2 separate regions of the Columba livia genome follow, and region 2 is linked to region 1. The links are chromatin contacts, called in public Hi-C maps. All regions are on one chromosome and are shown on one strand. Each heading gives the region's core, a stretch centred on a gene start, on an enhancer-like site or on the middle of the called end of the contact. The rest is flanking DNA. Distances are from core to core; before and after follow the strand shown. Region 1 overlaps HDAC4 (histone deacetylase 4). Region 2 overlaps LOC110363812 (a long non-coding RNA gene).

Evidence for each region. Hi-C and Micro-C count contacts between places; a contact is called where the count stands out from the background.
Region 2: a Hi-C map of liver shows a contact between it and region 1, with 2.3 times the contacts expected there. The contact joins two enhancer-like sites. A contact is called at or near these places in 2 of 2 Hi-C or Micro-C datasets (crop and liver).

The regions. Positions count from the first base shown.
Region 1 is chr7:35,282,270-35,285,618 of bColLiv1.pat.W.v2, reverse strand. HDAC4 (histone deacetylase 4) reads left to right here. Exons shown (of 27, transcript XM_065069252.1): 9 at 1,207-1,319. Among named protein-coding and RNA genes, the nearest start is that of TWIST2, 140 kb to the right of the region's middle. Within about 2 kb of position 1,693, at least 1 of the 3 cell types and tissues checked has an H3K27ac peak away from gene starts, as active enhancers do.
Region 2 is chr7:35,529,172-35,532,846 of bColLiv1.pat.W.v2, reverse strand. LOC110363812 (a long non-coding RNA gene) reads left to right here. Exons shown (of 14, transcript XR_010473765.1): 5 at 1-3,675. Among named protein-coding and RNA genes, the nearest start is that of HDAC4, 88 kb to the right of the region's middle. Within about 2 kb of position 1,481, at least 2 of the 3 cell types and tissues checked have an H3K27ac peak away from gene starts, as active enhancers do.

The sequences.
Region 1 (3,349 bases), core at 444-2,943:
CACTGCAAGCTGTACCATACACCAGGTGAGAAATCTTCCGAGGAAAGTTTTCTGCCTGTTGCAATTTCATGTGCTCTTTCTGTTTGTTGTTATTTCTGTATCATTAAGGGAAGGACTTTGATTTCAGGCTGGTCTCCTCTGTGGTTCTGGTTAGTGAGTTCATAGGGAACATCTTGATAAAATATACAAAGCTGAGAGGATTTTCTGAGCGGTCAGGTGATAACAGAATTATTTGGGGGGATTAACTTTGCCTTGAGTCTTCCCAATGAGAAAGTGATTTACTCCCTGAGTGAAGAAGACTTACAAAACAAAAAAAAAAGCAGTGATTTGAAACAGATTTACTGTTTTGGACCGTGTAGAGTTTTGCCTGATTTTTGTAAAATGTGCTCAGCTATGACCACAGCCAATTGTCTGTCGCATCCCACGTCACTCAGATAGCTTTTAAATGTCTTAAAATGATTTAATTTGCCATCCTGGCAAAATATCATCCTCCTCAGTCAGTCCCCAGGTGCTTTTTGGGAGCTGTTGTGCTGTGCGAAGGGCAGCTCAAGAGAGGTCATGTTTCTCGGAGGACCCAGCACAGTGTGGGCTCTTCCCAAGTGATGGGGACAAGGACATCACACGTGGCCACTCGCCTGCACTGGAACATCTCGGTGCTTTTTTGGAAAAAAAGCAGAGGTCAGCTCTCATAGACGATCAGCGTGAGGGCTCAGTGCTGGCGGCGTATTTCCAGTAAATCCAGATGCACCAGAAGCCTGCATGGGAAAATGTCAGCGCTGAGATGGTTCTCTGTTTTTTCCAGCGTGGAGTCTGATGCAATAGGTGGCGAGAGGGTGTTGTTAGGGTTATAGGCTAAAGAGGGTGAGAGAAGGACTTCTAGAAAAATGAAGCAGGACAGTCTTCCAGTTTGGCCTCTTCAAGCCTTCCATGTCTTTTATTATCTTCCAATCATATTTAAAGCTATTTATAGACTATAAGAGAAATCCCCTTGAGGAGAAGACATAAATATGGTAAGTAGGTACTTGGACAGACCATTTGAAAGTGTTTGTTAGTTATTTAAGAGCCCTGGGAAGATTTAGGGGGGACAATGGGGAGGAGGAGGATTGCTTTCCTGCAAAACAAAATTCTCAAGGGGTTGTTATCTCTCTAAATACCATCGCGGAGATTGTTTGTAACGCTAAAAGTTGGTTTTGGATGTGTTTTTAGACTCTGCATGCAACAGTGCTCCTGGATCTGGTCCCAGCTCTCCAAACAACAGCTCCAATAACATAAGCGCCGAGAATGGAATTGCAGGATCAGTCACGAGTATTCAAGCAGAGGTACAGAGCCCTTCCTCACTCTGATTTTTAATGCTTGGGTTTCTAATCAGTTTTTGCAGAGTTTTAGGAATTTAGGCTCACAAACTGGCGCACAACACACTAAAAGAAAAGAGCCCAGATCGTGACTTGGAGAGGACTTTGGGAATTACCTCTCAATCTGGGCTGACAGGATGTGTTATCTGTTTATTAAATCTAGTTTGAGCCAGCTCACAAGCTGCTTGTGGTAACTTGTAGTGGTTTTGTTGTGAGGAGAGAGTAAAAATAAAGTGATTAGCAAGGTAAAGCTTGAAGATAGTTTCCTGGTCAAATGCACGTATTTTAAAATTTGGGTAATCTGTTCTCATATATCATATATAGGATGAATTTGTTCTGCACAGTAGGTTAGTCTAAATATGACCAAACAAGAACTGGATTAAAAGGGGCCAGTTTAACCTTTTCCTCTCCACTTAGGGATTTGAAGGGTTGGTGCCTGATGCCATTTGCTAGTTTATAAGCTTATGAGCTTTCACAATCACTTGAGGCATCTGCTGTGGGTGTCAAGGGCAGGGTGTTGGGCTGGGTAAACTGGGGTTTGGCTCAGCACAGCAGCTCCCGTGTCCAGGGTTACTGACACCCACCTTTTTCTAAGGGCAGATTTTGGGGTGTGTGCCATGTTAACTGACTCCCACTATAAACCTCGCATGTAGAAAACCGGTGCGGTTGTGTAATGTTCCTGGGGCATTTCTTTTTATCCCGCTTACCATTAGCTGTTCTCCCCATGAATGTGGTGTCTGTCTTAACATCAGGACTGTTAAAACAGGCCTGGGCTTGTTCTCCCCAAATTGTCATTTAGAATTGAAAAGGGCTTCTGATGGTATAAATGTAAGCCCTTATTGCTTTCTAGTTTTGTAAAGATTTTCACTTTATTTTTGTTTCTAATGTAGTGAAACAACATTTAATATGGGGAATATGCCTCTACTCCACCCTCTCCCATTCCAACACACGTCTCCATCCACTATAGTCTACTGCAGACCTTACAAGATTTAGGCAATTATTGTAAGGATTAAGATGGTGTAAGGTGGAGTCTTCACTTGACACTGGCAGCAGAAGCTGCTGCAGAGAGACGTGGCTCTTGCAGCAGAGCTGGGAAAAGGTCTCTTATGTACAGGGTCATTTATTTGGTTTGCAGAACTGAAGACCAGCTGAGCCGAGGGCACATTTTGGGTCCATTTGTGTCAGCCCCAGGGGGACAAGCGCTGCGTTACCGGTTTTGCTGATCCACGAGCTGTCAGTCCTGTCTATACTTAGCAAACTGCAAATCCTCAGTTACTGCTCATGGAAAAACTAGAGGATTTAACAGTTTATTGTGATATAAACAGAGCAGACAGCTTCCCGCAAGTCAGTGTTAGCTCATGCAGGTGAATGGGAAGCTGTAGTACTCTCCTTAACCATTTTATTTTTCAGCTAAATAATTTGAGCTAATCACCCGTGGCTAAACCACCAATACCTAATAAAATGGACACAGAATATAAGAAGAACTCTTTTCATCAGCTGCTTGTAATGCAGCGATTTTGTAACTTGGGCTGAGACAATTTGGAGAAAAATCCCTGTACTGCCAGAGCTTTTCCCTGGGAGTTGTCTTTGCCTCTTTTCCAACTGTACTGCAGTGGGCAATTCACAGCGATGCCGCAGGAAAGAAGCATGTTCATCCAGAATTTTTAAAAGAGCAACATTAGATGCACCATCTCCAAACAACCTATGCAAAAGGGAGGAACAAAAACAAAATGTAGTTTGAATTTCCCTGAAAATAATGTCATGAACGTCAAATGAAAATATGAAAATAATAAGGTTCTTTTCACCTTTTTATAATTTTTGGAAAATAGGAAAAGTACTACATACAAGTGATTGTACAGTTCCAATTTTAAAACTGCCCAGGACTGTGCTAAGTATATTGGCTCATTGCCATCACAGAGCAGAATGAAACATAAATCACTGTGTGATGGCAAACAGAACATTGATAACCTGTTGCACAAACTGTTCTCCTCCCAGCA
Region 2 (3,675 bases), core at 232-2,731, 250 kb before region 1:
GTCTGGCAATCTGTTTTTCTTAAGGGGGGGAAAAAATGAACACTCACACACGCTGCTACAACAATGTGAAGTATTTTCATCTTCAAGAGCCCTTCCTCTCTATCCAATGCCTTCCTTTAAAGAATGGTGCAGAAGTCAAGCAGAGCTGTGCATCATCCAGAAAGCATGCAGCACTCAACTGCGGCACTCAAGGATTCCTAGAAGCCAGCGCTACACAGGGAGAGCTAAAACAGGGGACTTGACAGCGAGCGTGCAGCTGATCCTCCCATCCGGGGAAGCAGGGCTTGGAAACAACACTGGGGGGTTGCAATCTGGCAACGCGCGCCTTCCACTCGGAGCAAGAAATGTCAAGGAGAATTAGTGAGATGACTGGAGACTTAGACTGCAATGGGAAGCAACTGCTGTTTGTAAGCAGGCTGTGACTACTCAGCCTTGCTAATCAGATTTCAGGAGATGCTCAGCTGGCTCATGCTGTAGGGTGCTCGTTGTATGTTTTGCTAACAATGCTGTGCTGTGGGTGGGGGGGGTCTGTATTTCAGTGGGAAAGGAGAAGGCTCCCCTGAGGGAGCCTGATTTAATGCCCAGAGACCTGGTTGTGTCAGTGGAGGGGGAAAAGGCTGTTTGGAAATCTGTGTATCTTGGGCATGGCTCTGATACCTGCTCTGTAGGTTATTTAAAACAAGCAAGGCAGGGCCAGATGCTCCTCTGAGCACCAGCTGTGAGCACTGAGGTTACCAAAACTCACCCTTACCTGAACAGATCTGCTGGCTGAGGGTGACCTGACAGCCTCCCCAACCTCCTGGGCAGCTGGAACCTGCCCTGATGCCGGAGCCATGGTGGTTTGGCCACGCTGGGCCTTTGCATATCAGTGCCAGGAGGAAAAGCCACCACATGCAGCGCTGGTGTGCCAGCTCCATCGCTGCTCAGCCGGTCCAGTTTGCTTCAGCCCCCCCATCCTCTCTGGAGCACGCTTTTGAGCCGAGGCACTAGAGAGCATGGAGCAGTATTTGAGCCGAGAGAAATGGAGATCCTTTGCACTGGATCAAGGCTTTAATTAGTGAAAGGTTGTGTGATTTTTGCTTGATTTGCTCGATACCAGTTCCCATGAAGAATGAAAGTTTACTTCCATTTCCCAGCTCTCTATTAAAGCAGCTTCCGTTAGCGCTGCCTGTGCTCAACTGTGCTGTATATGGCATTTCTATTTTTAGAAACCAGGGTTGCCATGACAACCCAGTGTATTTTTTGTTAAATATAGCAGCTGTTGCAGGGAACTCTTGTCCTTCTGGATGTAAAGGCTGTGTTTTTGCCCTCTGACAGAGCTCAGGGTATTAAATGCAAATGAGAAAGGATGATTAAATAAGTGGGAGCCCAGAAGAAACCGTGGATCTGTAATTACACAAAGAGGTTTTGAACGAAGCCGTGCATATCTGCTGCTGCAGAAACAGCCCTTCTGCATTAGAAATGGTGGGTGGACAGGGCCGTGAAGCTTTGCAGCGGGGTCTGTGGGCTCCTTGAGACCACCCAGCCCCTCTCTCTTGCCAGCTGGGATGCTTGCTTGCTGGCTGCCCAATCTGCCCACCTTTTGCCCATTCTGGTCTCTGATCCTTCCAGGAGAGAGTCTGGTCTTGGCTGTGCTCTCTAGGACTTGTCCCATCTAGGAAAATATATGGGGGTAGCAAATAGGTATTGCTATGAGAGCATCCCTGCGGGAAGAAAGGAATGAGCCTGTTTTGGGAAAAAGCAAGTTTTACCTCCTACCCATGCTTATAGAGCTTGAAGAAGAGGCCCGTGTTGCAGGGTGTGGGTCTGGAGCTGCATCTCCTGTTGGGTGGTGAAGAACTCAATGGAAGAAATGCTGGCCCAGGGGTGCAGCATGAGAATGCTACAAAACCATGCTGCACCCCAAATCAGCAACATGTGCAGGCTTTGGTGTTTGATGGGTTATAAACTGATTCTGCTGTTTTTGTTTGTTTGTTTGTTTTTAATTTATCTGTTAGATCTGGGGGAAGCAGCAGTGAAGGGTTTCGCTCCTGCTCCGCTCTGCCTCTGTCACTTCTTTACTGGATGGTATATGGTGCAAACATATCCCCTCAAAGGGCTGTTTTTCATCTGGGAGAAGGGAGAAGCGGGGAGTTCTCATTCTGCCGAGTTCATTTTGCAGTTGGCGCTTTGCTTTCCTATTTCGGTGAGAGCTTTACAGATTCTGTGAGCTTGGGGGGGTTCTTAGGAGTTTCTGTCAGCACAGCCTCTGCTTTGCGTTTCCATTTCAGTTTGTGTTGTGCCCGGGTGACTGCAGCAATAGCTCTGTGCACAGGGTGGGGAGCACTATCACTTGGGCCAAGGGCAATATGTCAGCTGGGAGATGGATATCTTGTTTTTAATTAGCTGGTCTTTGCCTCATTAAATGCAAAAGGAAAGTTAGTGAACAGAAGATACACAGCAGAGTTTAGGGTCTTTGAAAGTTTCTTTAAAAAGCAGCCACAACAACAAACAAATAAAGAACCAGAGTTAAACCAGCTTGATTTTAAAATGTCCATGGAGGTCACTGTGACCAAGACTTTGAACAGGAATAACATATCTCTGGGGTTCTTATCTGTTCCCTGAGCTATCATGAGCAGCATCTATTGCTGGGGATATTATTGCTTTTCTGAATTTAATAGCATAAACATTGCTTATGCAAGCAGAACACTGCAGGGGAAGGGATCTCCTCTCACACACTGCCGAGCTGCTTCTGTGGACACAGGGTCTTGGGTTTGCCCTGCTGCCTCCTCCCTGCACCCTCCAGGAGCTTAACCCTGTGTGTGGTCCAGATCTTCAACCAACGCTGCAAGGTGATTTGGATGGGTGGGGGATTTTGAGGAGTCAGGGATTTAGGAGGCAGTAGGATGGAGTCAGATGCCGGCTATGCTACCGACTGCCTGCTGGAGTCCATCCTGATCCCTCTGCAGAGCTGGAGCCTGTTTCCACATGTGATAGACCATCTTCCTTTAGCTGAGGGCATAAATGTGGGGGTCATCCCCAAGGAAGTGCTGCCTGTAATGAAGGAAGGACAAAGGGAAAGGCTGCCACATCGAATTTGGAGACTTCTTTGCATCCTTCAGGGAATATGTTGTCAGATGTTTCTGGCCCAGAAAATGTAGCTTGCAGCTGGGTCAGAGATTTGAGGCAATCATTTTACATGCTGCTTTTGTTTCAATCGAGCATGAGGTGAAGGGAGGACAGCAGAGTGAGCACAGTTACAAAAAGAGGTGATTGCACATGCACCCAAAGAGTGGCCTTTGCATCTTCAGGCTCCCCCAGCTGCAATACTCACCTTGCAGCCTCTCTGCCTTAGCAGCTGTGGCTGGCAGGACATGGTACGTTTGATGTTCCCACGCCCCATTCTGGCTCTGCTTAGTTGTAGCCCTGAATGTGCACATCCTTAAAGGTGGTGGCAAGCCTCCAGTGAAGCTGGGCAGCTCTGGTGAACCCCTGTACCCAGCAGTCAGACCTGAAGGACTTCAAGCGAAAGTCAGGTCCCTTGGGGTGCACTTTGGAGTGGCCTTGTCTGGCAGTCAGACCAAAGACCACCCAAGGGCTGAGGACAAAGCTGCTTTGTGGCCTTTCACCACCCTTCTCCTCAAGGTCAGTGCCCCAGGACTTCATATAAAAGTGCATCTCCCCATTGCAGTTTTA